2 separate regions of the Sus scrofa genome follow, and region 2 is linked to region 1. The links are chromatin contacts, called in public HiChIP or PLAC-seq maps. All regions are on one chromosome and are shown on one strand. Each heading gives the region's core, a stretch centred on a gene start, on an enhancer-like site or on the middle of the called end of the contact. The rest is flanking DNA. Distances are from core to core; before and after follow the strand shown.

The links. HiChIP or PLAC-seq counts read pairs in DNA pulled down with a chosen protein or histone mark.
Region 2: a contact with region 1 is called in an H3K27ac HiChIP or PLAC-seq map of alveolar macrophages. The contact joins the promoter of GATAD2B here to the promoter of JTB in region 1. A contact is called at or near these places in 3 of 47 Hi-C or Micro-C datasets (blood, fetal liver and liver) and 2 of 2 datasets of contacts at active chromatin or transcription factors (alveolar macrophages and skeletal muscle).

The regions. Positions count from the first base shown.
Region 1 is chr4:95,712,332-95,719,318 of Sscrofa11.1, reverse strand. It overlaps JTB (jumping translocation breakpoint), which reads right to left and starts at 5,393. Exons shown (of 5, transcript NM_001128468.1): 1 at 5,174-5,393; 2 at 4,976-5,013; 3 at 4,689-4,771; 4 at 4,175-4,254; 5 at 3,178-3,482. The coding sequence starts at 5,256. The coding sequence ends at 3,326. CREB3L4 (cAMP responsive element binding protein 3 like 4) reads left to right here. Exons shown (of 10, transcript NM_001123102.1): 5 at 1,201-1,293; 6 at 1,426-1,532; 7 at 1,637-1,705; 8 at 1,794-1,878; 9 at 2,070-2,166; 10 at 2,313-2,783. The coding sequence ends at 2,506.
Region 2 is chr4:95,764,014-95,771,159 of Sscrofa11.1, reverse strand. GATAD2B (transcriptional repressor p66-beta) reads right to left here and starts at 4,171. Exons shown (of 11, transcript XM_021089804.1): 1 at 3,925-4,171.

The sequences.
Region 1 (6,987 bases), core at 4,144-6,643:
TCCACCTGTGGCATATGGAAGTTCCCAGGCTAGGGATCGAATCAGAGCTATAGCTGCTGGCCTATGCTTGCTGATGACCAGGCAAGCAAAGACGAAGGCCACACCTACAACAGCCCCTTCGAATGTCCAGAATAAGTGTTGTTCCATCAAAGCTGAGCAGCAGCTAAGGGCAAGAAGAAAGCCACAGCATGGAGTTCCTGTTGTGGCTCAGTGGTTAACAAATCCGACTAGGAACGATGAGGTTGTGGGTTCGATCCCTGGCCTTGCTCAGCGGGTTAAGGATCCGGCGTTGCCGTGAGCTATGGTGTAGGTCACAGATGCAGCTCAGATCCTGCGTTGCTGTGGTTCTAGAGAGGGCCAGCGGCTACAGCTCCGATTAGATCCCCAGCCTGGGAACCTCATATGCTGCAGGTGAAACCCTAAAAAGACAAAAAAAGAAAAAAGAAAGCCACAGCAACCTGGGATCCGAGCCTTGTCCACGTCCTACAGCACAGCTCACAGCAATGCCAGATCTGTAACACACTGAGCGAGGCCAGGGATCAAACACACATCCTCATGAATCCCCGTCAGGTTTATTAACCAGTGAGCCATGATGGGAACTCCACTCCTATGTACTAGGACCTGAACAGGTCTGCTCTAGCTTGGTCAGAGGACGAGGGCCCTATGTCTGTGGGCAAAGAATATGACAATACCTCCTCCCTCCCTTGTCCACTCTTAGAAGTCCCTCTGAGGCTTGATCCAGAGTCTGTCTGAATTAAATCCCTGCCCCTCACCTCATTTCATGGTTTGTTATTCCTCCGTGCCATTAAGAAACACCCTCCAGGAGTTCCTGTCGTGGCGCAGTGGTTAACGAATCCAACTAGGAACCATGAGGTTGCGGGTTTGGTCCCTGCCCTTGCTCAGTGGGTTAAGGATCCGGCGTTGCCGTGAGCTGTGGTGTAGGTTGCAGACGCAGCTCGGATCCTGCGTTGCTGTGGCTTTGGCATAGACTGGCAGCTACAGTTCCGATTAGACCCCTAGCCTGGGAACCTCCATATGCCACGGGAGTGGCCCAAGAAATAGCAAAAAGACAAAAAAAAAAAAAAAAAGAAAAAAGAAAAAAAAGAAACACCCTCCAGGAGGCCTGCAAGGGGAACGGCCTAAGAATTGCAAAGGGGATGACCCTCTCTCCATTCTCATCTTCTCTTGTCCCTCCACCAGCTGCCCTGCCAAGCCTTGTTCCTGACAGATGAGGAGAAACGTCTGCTGGGACAGGAAGGGGTCTCCCTGCCCTCTCACCTGCCCCTCACCAAGGTAACAGGCTTCCCCAAAGGGTATCCCAATCCAGCAGCACTGTCATGGCCCCTGAGGAGCCAGGAGAGCAGAGGGAGAGTTGGGGAGTTGAGGGAGGTTATGGGCCCTGTTCTGATACACCCTGGGCCCCAGGCAGAAGAGAGGGTCCTCAAGAAAGTCAGGAGGAAAATCCGCAACAAGCAGTCAGCGCAGGACAGCCGGCGGCGAAAGAAAGAGTACATTGATGGACTAGAGAGCAGGTATGTTTCTGGCTTCCACCTCTGGGCCCCCTTCCTCACCAAGCAGACAAGGTCAGGGACTCACATGACTACAGAGCCTTGTGCGACCTGTCCATACTCCCTAGGGTGGCTGCCTGTTCTGCACAGAACCAGGAACTACAGAAGAAAGTTCAGGAGCTGGAGAGGCACAACCTGTGAGTGAGAACAGCGCGCAGCCCGTCGGGACGCCATTCACGGGCCCTGCTTCCTGGGAGATCTAACCCTCCACTCCCCGCTTCCCAGCTCCCTGGTGACTCAGCTCCGCCAGCTGCAGATGCTTATTGTTCAAACGTCCAACAAAGCTGCCCAGACGAGCACTTGTGTTCTGGTACCTGTAGTCTGTTTGCCATTCCGCCACCCCGTCCCTCCGTCTGCTGCCACGTTCCCATCCCGAGAGCCCCGCTTCCCAGCCGTACCTGTCTTCCCATCCCGATGACTCCAGCTGCCCCCAGTCACTCTGCCCTCTGCTCCCTTCCTTTATTGTCACCACGGCCCAAGTGTCCTCTTGCTTCTTCCCAGATCCTTCTTTTCTCTTTGGCTCTCATCATCCTGCCCAGTTTCAGCCCCTTTCAGGACCTGCCCGAAGCTGGGCCTGAGGACTACCAGCCTCGAGGAGGTGAGAGGCGAGGGCAGGAAGGGGACACTGTTTTCCAGGGTAGCTGAGAAGTGGGAGGGAGGGAGGAGGTCCTGTTCTGTCTAGGATCCCTCCCGCCCCCAGTCACAGGGGCACTAAACTACTGCCCTTTTTCCTTCATCCCACAGTGATTTCTAGAAATATCCTGACTCACAAGGACACGACAGGAAATCTGGAGAACCCAGTGGTAGAGTCCAGATTGGAAGGGCCACGGGGGGTCAAGGGTAGAAATGGCTCCACAAGGACACTGCTTGAGAAGATGGGGGGAAGGGCAGGCCCCAGCAGGCACATCAGAACTGTGCTGCACGCTGATGAGATGTGAGCTGTCACACTTCCTGGCCCACTTCCCAATCATAACAAGGAATCCAGGGCTCCAATATGCTTCTGCTTCCCCCTAGGATTCCTGCTCAGGGATCTTTGGCCTCAGGGGACTGAGTCACATCAGGATGTCCTAGATGTCTGTACTCTGTGGCTCAGTCTGCCTATGGAGGGGGGGCACCTCAAATACTTTTGTTGCGTGTCAGTGATTTTATTTCTTCTTTGGGGATGGGGTGAAAGAAAATATTTGTTTTGGCTGAGAAATAAACTTTTTTGCTGCAGTTGTATCCTGGCAGTTTCAGAGCAAGCAGTGGAAGAGGGGGAGGACAGGTACTTGGCAAACTGGAACTTAGAGTTGCCACCCGCTTTCTCTCTCTCTACCCCCATGACTTCCCGGCCCAAATCAAACTACAATGTGGAGGAGTTCCTGTCGTGGATCAGCGGTAACACACTTTTCTAGCATCCATGAGGACGTGGGTTGAAGATCCAGCATTGCCGTGAGCTATGGTGTAGGTCTCAGACACAGCTTGGATCCCATGTTGCCGTGGCTGTGGTGTCGGCTGGCAGCTACAGCTCTGATTTGACCCCTAGCCTGGGAACCTCCATATACCTCGGGTGCAGCCCTAAAAAGACCGGAAAAAAATTAGAATTGGGAAAGGAAATGATTTTACTCTTTTTATTCTATTCATTTACTGATTTCGCTGAGGAGAAAGGGCGAAGGGTGTGCCACCACAGGGTTCCAGAGAACCAGGGGCACGAGTCAGTCCATTCCCCTTTCTCTGAGGTAGGGTCTCTAAGACCCCGATAAAAGGGGAGAAGTTAGTTATATGGACTCAATTTGCTTCCGGACCTTTTCCAGAGCCTTTCTGTCCAGTTGTCGCTGACGCACGATGACCAGGCAAGCAAAGACCAAGGCCACACCTACAACAGCCCCTTCGAATTTCCAGAATAAGTGTTGTTCCATCAGAGCTGAGCGGCAGCTAAGGGCAAGAAGAAACAGTTATTCCCAGGGAAGGCCACGTAGCCTCTCCCTCTAATCTCTTTCCTGCTTCATCCTAACCAAGATACATAGCTGAGGGAAGAAGAGGAAACCAAAGCCAGCCATTTATTCATTTATTCATTTATTTATTTGGCTTTTTAGGGCTGTACCCTCAGCATATGGAGGTTCCCAGGCTAGGGGTCGAATTGGAGCAGTAGCCACTGGCCTACACCACAGCCACAGCAAATGCCAGATCTGAGCCATGTCTGCGACCTACACCACAGCTCACAGCAATGCCGGATCCTTAACCCTCTGAGCAAGGCTGGGGATTGAACCTACATCCTCATGGATGCTAGTAAGATTCGTTTCCCCTGAGCCACGATGGGAACTCCCAGAGTCAGCCTTCTAATGTGTTTATAGCACATTAATCCCACTTGAATATTTAATTTGTTTTCTGGTGAGAAAAGCAGAGCTGTGTGAGCCAGTTTTACTGATGAGGAAATATGGCCAATAACATCGTGCCGAGGAGTAGAGCTGGGACTTGGGTTCGAGTTATTTGGCTCCAGATCCCCTCCTCTTTCCAATATGCCATGCTACCTCCAGACAAAGAGGAAGTGGGGGGACAATCTGCCTAAAGTCATAGGGAGCAAAGGAGGTGATCTAGGAGGTTTCAAGAAGAGAAGAAACACTTACCTCTTGAACTCATTCCTCTTAGATGAGCTGCATGTGATTTTCTCCACATACCCTGTGGAACTGCACTCAGGGGTAGTTTTCTGTCAGGAGGAAAGGACCAAAGCATATGTTAGGAAGTGGTGGCAGGAGAAGCAGAAGGCTGCCATTCAGAATGGGCAGGTGCCCAAGTGCTATGGCTCAGAGCTGGCAGGCAACAGAGAACTAATGAAGACTTCTGATGGCGATGATGAGGTGGTGGTTACATGATCAGGAGTATCTTTTAGCAAGAACACTTTGGGGCAAGACTCTAGGAGAGGTGACAGCAAGTTCTGGAGCCCACTGGAGTATAAATGAACCGAACACAGTTATTAACTGAATGTTGCCATTAACTTGAAAAGAGCATTTTTGGGGGGCGGGGGGAGGGGGACAAGTTCAGATGTGGACTTAGACTGCAAGGAAAAAGAAGACAAGACAATGCAAAGGCACACTTAGTTAATTTGATGTGAGGAAAGAGGGAGAGAAAACAGATACTCACAGCCTGGAAATTAGAACATGGAGCACACTCTTCTGCCACCACAAACTCTTCCACCAGCCAGCACCGCAAATTTGAGGTGCTCACTAAAGACGGAGAGAAAATGCAAGCCCCAGACTTCGTTCAGGAAGTATTTCTCCCCAAAGTTCTGCCCATCGACTTCCTAACCCCGCTGAATGGCCTCATTTCACGTGGTGCCGCCCTTTTCCACTCGTGTTCTTGGTATACGGGAAGATATAAACACAAAACAAAACAACTATAGGGGTGTCGGGTTCCTAGACATCACCCACCTGAAAGTTTCTCCTCGCGCACGGGAGCTTCTGCTTGGCTGCAGCGGGTGACGGGGGGGAAAGGGGCAAAAGTCAGTAGCCAGAAAACTGGGAACTGACCCACCTCCGCGGTCCAGGGACGGTCTCCCTCACCCCAGGGGGCGGGGACGACCCGCTACCGCCATCCCCTCCTTTTCCCTGCCCTCAGCCCCTCCTTACCAGAGCTTTAAAGTGAAAGCGCAGAGCAACCAGCAGAGGTGGTGGCCCTGGGGGAGGCCACGCCTCCCCGCGCCCGCAGGCATGGAGTGCTCAGCGTCGCACCTGTCGGGACACAGGGACCTGCTTGACTGGCCTCGTGCCTCGGTCGGAACGCAGAGGCGGCGCTTACTCAGCAGTCCTCGGGGAAGTTCCAATTCAGGGCTACGAAAAGCTGGTTTGCCTAACAGATCAAAGACTCTATCAGGACATTCCCATGACCACGGCAAGAAAAGGCAATAAGCATTTGTTGGCTAGGACCGTGAGTTTCCTTCGGACCCGTCAGATCCTCTCCAAGGGCCGAAAGGGCGTAGGGCCTAGCACTCCCTCGGCTCCGCCTCCACTCCCGGCGCAGCCATCTTGCTCCGCGCAGGACCCTGGGTTTTTCCAAAGTTAGGCCAGTCGTCGGAAGCGGAGGCCCGCGGGTTGCCTGATGGGCCTTGTAGTCTTCCGGGCTAGGTGGCGCCTCGCCGGTGCTCCCCGGGAAATGGATCCCCCTGCTTTTGTGCGGTGAGACGCGACCCATTGGCTCGACGCCCCGTTGCATTATGGGCCTGGTAGTCTTTTGCGGGAACTGGGGAAATGGCGGTGGTCGGGTTCGAGTTATCGGTTCGTTGCTCCCTAGGCTGTGGCTGGTTTGCTTTTCTGGGCTAGAACAGTGAGAAGTAAACGGAACTATACGTCTGCCTCTCAGGACTTTCTCCCTCCTTAATGGGATTCACAGGAATTCTCGTTGTGGCTCAGCGGTAACGAACCCCACTAGCATCCATGAGGATGCGGGTTCAATCCCTGGCCTCCCTCAGTGGGTTAAGGATCCGGCGTTGCAGTGGCTCTGTGTAGGCTGGCGGCTACAGCTCGGATTGGACCCCTAGCCTGAGAACCTCCATATGCCGCGGGTGCAGCCCTAAAAAGACAAAACACACACACAGGATTCACCATTAAGCATCGGACTTTTAAATACCCTTCTCCCTTCCCACCTCCATCGGAAGTCAAGGGGAGATCCTGGGTGGGCGGTCCAGAGATGGCAAAACTGCATTTTTTCCTCCTTCCAGGGGCCAGAATACCAGAGATCCAAGGTGAAAGTGAAGCCTTCCCCTGTCTCTGGGCTTTCACTCAGCTCTACCCAGGGTTCACCTCTCCTGTTAATTGCTAAATTAACCCAGAGCTGGTCCTTTGAATAACCTCCTCAGATGTTCTCAGCTGTCTCTTGCTCCTACCTAATGCAATGAGGAGAGCTTGAGATGTGAAGTCCCAAGAAGTGTTGAGTCCAAGTTCAGGTGCTTAAGCTAAATGACTTTAGGACTGTATCTGAATGGCAGTGTTCTGTGTCAAATGGAAATACTAATGTGCATTTTCTAGGTTTCGGTATTTTTTTTTGGCAAGATGCAAATGAAATGTTTATAAAAATACTTTATTCTCTTCTAATTATACTGCCTCACATTTACCTTTTAGAGTCAACATTTAGCTCACTGAAGTTGGCATTATCCTTGTTTTATGAATAAGATCAGAGTGTGTCACCTGTCCAAGATCACACAGCTAATAGAAGAGCTGAGGCTTAAGCCCAGACTTTCAGGCCACAGGTTTTTATTTTTCGTTTTTTAATTACTCAATGAATTTATTACATTTATAGTTGTATAATGATTGTCACAATCCAATTTTATAGGATTTCCATCCCATGACCCCAGCGCATGCCCCCACCCCCGTTTTTGTTTTTGTTTTTTGCCTCGCTTGTGGCATGTGGAAGTTCCCAGCCAGGGATGGAACTCGTGCCACAGCAG
Region 2 (7,146 bases), core at 2,922-5,421, 53 kb before region 1:
CACGGCAACGCCAGATCCTTAACCCACTGAGCGCGAGGCCAGGGATCAAACTGCATCTTCATGAATCCTAGTCGGGTTAGTTAACCACTGAGCCATGAAGGGAACTCCTACTATAATTCGTTGAGCTCTGGGATTTGACCATTTCATACTTCAAAAGTAACAAAAAATAACTCCTTATTGAGCTGTTGCTTTTGGTACTATAACCCAAACTCTTGATAGCTTCTTGCCAGTCAATGCCAACTTAAAGCAAAGGCAGAGATTAGAGGATTCTGAAGGAGACACCAAACATTACTGAGATACCATCTAAGAAGTATATCAGACTAGTTAAGCTCTTAATGACCCTGGGTCACTCCTTTCCTACTGGATGAACTCGAATTGATTAGGAATATTTCATTTACCATTAAAGAGAAGGTAAAAGATGAAACACGAGGAGGGAGCATTTCAAATCAAATCTATTCTTTAGAGGCTTTCATCACTACTACACAAATATAGGAGGCTCTCTGTTTCATGCACTTGGAGCCACCAAAATCCCCAACCAGTTACCTATATAAAAAGCATCAAAGGAATTATTGAGGATAAAACAAACAATAAGGCTAATAGAAGCTTTTTCCCCCAAAGCCAGTCATTTTCAACAGAAATTGAACTTCCTTATGTATCCTTTCCCAGGCTTAGCCAATGCAGAACTGTAACTCTGTGTGGCATTGCCTGCTAGGTTGGATTTTTCCTGAGCAAGAGATAGACAGTTTTACACCAGTTTTAGATTTATAGTTAATCTAACTGTGTGTCTTTTTTTTTCTCCCCCTCCAAACTGTCTCAGAAAATGCCTGGTTATAGTGCCTTAATATGTAATGATGCAAGAGTTTCCTTGTGGCACAGTGGGTTAAGGATCCAGCACTGTCATTGCAGCAGCTTGGATCGCTGCTGTGGCACAAGTCTGATCACTGGCCTGGGAACTTCCACATGCCTTGGGCACAGCCAAAAAAAAAAAAAAAAAAGTAATGATGCAGGGCTTTAAGTACTGCAATGGGTCTGAAGAAGAAAAAAGTTAAGTTTTTAGGTTTCAGTTATGGCTCAAATCTTTTGATTTCTCTAGCAATTGCTTTAATCAACCAAAGCTGGTTTGGCTTTTCTCAATGAGCTAAATGAGCATTCTGAGCTGAATGCAAAGGGGATGCTTGTCAGCATGACTCTCAATGTGGTGGCTAACATGGAATATGCTCCAGAGTCTAGAAACCAGTAGAGCATAGCTGCTGTTCCCCTACACATGCACTTCCAACTTGGTAGGCTGGGGAGATAAGGAAGCAAGAATCAGTAAACTGAAACTAGAGGCCTGGCTTACATACAACATATAAGATAATGCTTAAAGCTAGAATGAATCCAGAGGTCCCAGCATAAGATTAGAATACTATTATTGACACAGTGACCCTTCTTCCACACTGCTGTTCTCTAATCAAAACCCAACCTGGATATCTGGCCAGGACCAGTCAGAACAAAAGGGGGGGGCGGTGGCAGGGGAGGTAGAGTGTTAAGGAGAGAGAGACGTGTGTCCAAAAAAAGGGGGCAGCATACAGGCTTTAGAATGTACTTTAAGACTATGAGATTCAGAACAAAATTCTCACAACCTCCCCCCACCCCCTTCCTGTGGCCTTATGCTAAATACAGCAGTAGAAGTTACTGCCAGAACTTAGATCTGAAGTGCTGATCAGGGAACCTGGTTAACACTGTTCCTTGACAAGTATTTGAATGCAGCCTCTATTCAGACCCTATTCAGACTGCCTCTAAACAGGAAGTTAACAGACATCACACATACTCAGGGAAGGCAAACCACAGTGTCATAAAGATGGATGCTGCTGTCAGCTACAAATCACTCTCACCTCATTGAAAGTGTTCTCAAGTAAGGAACAGGCAGGACAAAAGTCCATAAGCCTCACCTCTTCTCAAACTGGGTCACTCAGCCTAAAGATCCAGCCTTCTGATTCCTGCTGATTAATACTTAGCTACTTCATTTCGTACTATGATGACTATCACTGCTACTAGACTAAAAATTATATTCCCCTCAAAACGGAACACTACCATATCAGTACCCCCTTTAACTCATTATTTATACAGCCTATCCACTTTAAAAGCCCAAGGAAAGACTATCCTTGACCCAGTCCATCAGTCACAAAAAAAGCAGTACCATTTCCAACAGGTGTGGGCTTTCCCTTCCAAAGCATACTAAACCCCTCCATAGGACCACCTTTAGCAGCTCCAGAAGTAGCCTCTTCACCAGTCAAGCACCAAGAGAAATGCTACTCTAGGACAACACTCTACCAAGACTGCTCTGACACCCAAAATATGAATCCAAGTGGTTACTAAACCTCAAGGAAGAGCTGTAGTCAATGTATCAAAGAAAAAGCAATAAAGTTAGCACAAAATTCCCACATAGGATAATCTCCAATATATAAACAGCAACATACAGACACCATGCTGCTACCAAAAAACAGTCAGAAGTCAAAGGTACTGGGAGAGGAAGGCAGGGCACAGGTGAGACATTTCTTTTCACTTTGCATCACATGCATGCATTGTCTAATTAAAAAATAAAATTTCTGGGAGAAAAATGTTTTAAAAACTCAAAAGCATTAGCTCTTCTCCCAACACAGATCTATTAAACCTTCTTATACTCCAGCTGCTGCAAGTCCAAATCTCTCTACTGCAGTCTGGCCTGAAAGCATTGCTCTTTGCCTTAGCTGAAATACACTATGTTAAGTATCTCCCGGCTCTCTTCACACGCACACAAAAGCCTTCTAAATAATCATTTATCAGAAATGAGAAAACTGGTTCTCAGAAGGCTACCTGATTCTCCAGATGACAGCAGAAGAAAAGGTTGATAGGTAGTTCAGTTAGCAGCCACATGCCACCCCCATCAATGCCTCCATCTCCACTTCAGTGCCAACCCTATGAACTAATATTTTGTGTTTGGAGGGAAGTTAATGCTGGGGAAGAATCCAAAGAGACTATCATACCTTTATGAAGGGGGAACGCTGTCCTGGGCCGGCGAATGGCACCCAAACCTCTGCACTTACAGGAGTGGCTAGCTCCTTCGTGTAATTGAGAGCAGGATAGCAGAAAGTACTCTAAGTCTGGGTTTGGTTTAGGGAAGGGCAAGTTCTAGTTCCATCGACCCTCAGGCACTGGACTGGGATACAGACCAAGCGGGTCCCAGCAGCCCAGCTAAAAAAGGGGGTGGTTTAGTCGCTACAGAATACAAGTACCCACATCATACAGGCTGAGACAATCCCCTTCTACCAGAGGGCGAGGGAACCGTGGACGATGAAATAAAGGGGTAAGGTTTTGCCCTCCTGGCCCCTTTGCCTAAATAAAGATAATCAACCCGTGCTTCCTTCACCCTTAAGGATCCCCCATTTGTCCCAACCGCCGACAAACACAAGACTGAGAGTAGGGAGCGGCCCCCGCACCCTGAGGGCACCACTGGGGGTGGAGAGAGTTAAGGGGGGGCGCGCTAGAGAGGAAAGGAGGGGAGCATGGCGGGCATGAGGCAGTGAGTGAAAGCGGGGAAGGCGGGGGAAACGGGGCGCGAGGGAGGGGAGAAAGAGTAAAAGGAGAAGAAATGAAGGGACTCGAGCTGGGGGCGCGCAAGGCCGAAGTGAAAGACCGGGGCGCGCGCGCGGAGCGGGGGGAGGGGATGAGGTGAAGGGGAGCGCGAGGCGGGGGCGCGCAGTGCCGGGGTGGGGGGAGGGGGACGCAAGGCGGGGGCGCGCGGGCGGGCGTCGGCTCGCGGGCGCTTCCCCTCCCCCCGCCCCTCCACCTTTCCCTTCCCCCACCTCCGCCACCACCGCCTCCTCCCAGCCTCCCTCCCTTCCTCGCTCCTCACCGCCCCCGGGCGGGCGGGCGGCCAAGCTGGCCTAGGCCAAAGCTCCTCACCTGGCGGTGGCGGTGTAACTCCCGGCTAGCTCGCCTCCTCAGGCGGCGGCGGCGGCGTCGAAAAAGGAAGAGGCGACGGCACAGTGGGTTCCGGACCCCGCTGACGGGACTTGGGGCGGGGGTGGGGGAGGGGGGCGGGCCGGACCGGGGCGGGCGGGCGGAGCAGACACTGCGGTACAGACGGGGGCAGCGGCGGCGGCGGCGGCTGCACCGGCGGCGGCGGCACCACACAAACAAGGACGCTGATTGGGCAGCTGCCAAGCGCCTCGGCTCCGCCTTCCCCACACGCCACGACGCCCATTGGGCGACCTGAGCCGGCCTCCCCGCCCTCCTCTTCTCGGCCGTACCAATAGGAGATGGGATGCCCGGGCTACACCCCACCCTTGAAGAGTGAGTGGCTGGAGAGGTGATGATTGGCGTACTTAAGACCCAGTCCTAAACGGAGGAGGGGGATGGTCTAGCGGGGGCGCGTTAATGGGTACCTCGGCCAGTCCCAGACACATCCGGGTCTTCAGCAGCCCATTAAGTGTCGGGGGTCAAAAAATCGCTTCAGGGCTGCAACTTTACCTTAGAGACGTTTTGGTCCCCAGGCAGCCGCCGTACCCCAGTATCCCCAAAACCGGGATTCCCCTTTGGCCATTTCTCATTCTTCCAATTCTAAAGATGGAGACGGGGGAACGGCGCTGGGGTCTGCGTTGGGTGGTGTTACATCGCGACAGAATCCAGGAATTTCACGATAAAAGTGGCTTGAAGCGCTCGGGCCTTGCAGTCTACTTGGGGCGTGGCCTGTCTCCGTCTGCCAAAGGCCTTGAGCTTCCTGGTCTTCATTGTACCTCAGCGTGGTCCTGTCGTGACTGAAACCCGATAGGAGAAAAAAAAGGCAGCTGGCCAAATTGCTGAGAAATTACGCCGTGCAGAGCCCTCGCAACTCCCTTTCTAGGGATCTCCTGGTCTAGTCAGGTTCACAATGAGGGAAACAGTCTCCCACGCCACCTAATCGACTAAAAAGGCCCAGCTCCTGCTGGCCTCCGTACTTCCCCAAAGCAGTAAGGCCCACCTAGACTCTCAGCGTTTCTCCAGCACATACCACAAGTATTGTTCATTTCTTTTTTTAATTTTCCTTTATTAAAGTATATTCGATTTACAGGTGGTGTTCTTGAGCACCTTGAGGACAGGCACCAAGTCTCTGAGTCAGTGTGTTAAAACAATAATAGCTAACGTTTGTGGAAAGAAATTGTGAGACACTGTGCTATATGTGAATATTTATTCTTTTAAGAGCTTTACGTGGATTCGTTTATTTACTGCTCAAAACTCTGTTAGAGTAGAAACTGTTATCCCCATTTTGCAGATGAGGAACGTGAGGTACAGATCAAATGCGTTGCCCAAAGTTACACAAGATAAGTGGCAGAGCTGAAATCTAAACTTAGGCAGGTTCAGGTTCAGAGAGACTAAGGAACTTGCAAAGATCAGACAGCTAATTAGTGAGTAAGCCGTGGTTTGAACACGGAAATAACTGGTTCCAGGAGCACTAGAATGTGTTTTTCGAATCACTTATAAGTCATGCTATGGGAGTTCCCATTGTGGCTCAGCAGGTTATGAACCCATCTTGTATCCATGAGGATGCAGGTCTCACTCAGTGGGTTAAGGATCTGGCGTTGCCGTGAACTGTGGTGTAGGTCTCAGACGCCACTCGGATCTGGCATTGCTGTGGTTGCGGTGTAGGCCAGCAGCTGCAGCTCCGACTCAACCCCTGGCTTGGGATCTTCCACATGCCACAAGTGCAGCCCTAAAAAGCAAAAAACAAAACAAAAACAAAAACGTGCTGTGCAATGGAAATAAAACTAACAAAGCACACGGCTATAAAAAATATATAGGTGGATGCTGAACACATGCACACACAGAGTCATATGCCAATTGTTTTTTGGTTTTGGCGTTTTTTTCAATGGCCGCACCTGTGGCATATGAAGTTCCTGGGTCAGCAATTAAATCCGAGCAGCAGCTGTAATCTATGCCACAGCTGCCACAATGCCGGATACTTTTAACCCCCTTCTCAGGGTCGGAGATCCAATTCATGCCTCTCCAGCAACCCGAACCACTGTAGTCAGATTCTTAACACACTGGGCCATAACAGGAACTCCCCCAATTCTGAAGTGGGTAAAAAGCCTTCTCTTTCATTCCAGTAGTGTCCAGGTAAAGGGCATTGTCTCTGGAGTCAGACTGCCTAAGTTTGGATCTCTTACCAGTTCTGTGATTTGGGTGCAACTTACTTAACCTCTACTCTCTATGCTCTAGTTTCCCCATCTTTTTTTTTTTTTTTTTTTTTCCTGTTTAGGGCTGCACTGTGGCATATAGAAGTTCCCAGGCTAGGGGTCAAATCAGAGCTGCAGCTGCCAGCCTACACCACAGCTCATGGCAACACCAGATCCTTAACCCACTGAGCGAGGCCAGGGATCAAACCCTTGATGGATACTAGTCGGGTTCATTAACACTGAGTCACGATGGGAACTCCTAGTTTCTCCATCTTTAAAATGGGAAAGATTGATAAGGGTACCTAGTTCATAGGGTAATTGTAAGGATTATAAAATAGTACATTTTAAATGCTCAGAACAGTGCCAAGGGTGTAATAAGTACTCAATAAATAATATAGTAACTATTGAGTTTTCCTCAATTTTCCAACAATTTCACTCTTTTAGTTCAAAATTTAGCTTTGATTGGTATTCTACCTGTAGTACCTGTCTGGTACCACACTGAAAATTATTCCTCTACTCACCCTCATTTTAATGCTTTCATTAATTCAGTTATTTCACACACATGGTAGAGGACCTATTACGTGATCAGACACTTTTTTCTTTTTTTTTTTTTTAGGGCCACATCCATGGCATATGGAGGTTCCCAGGCTAAGGGTCAAATCAGAGATGTAGTCACCAACCTACGCCACAGCTCAGGGCAATGCCGGATCCTTAACCCACGGAGCGAGGCCAGGGATCAAAGCTGTGTCCTCATGGATGCTAGTCAGAGTCCACTGAGCCACAACGGGAACTCACAGACACTCTTCTATGTGCTGGGGACATAGCAGTAAATGCGACAAAGTCCCTGCTTCATGGAAGGTACAGCCCTCTTTGCCTAACCTACTGCGTTGCCCATTATCAGTCCAATGGCCCTTCTGAAGGGCCACTCTTCAAAGGCTGTAAGGGCACAGGAGAAACACAGTGGTGGAAAATA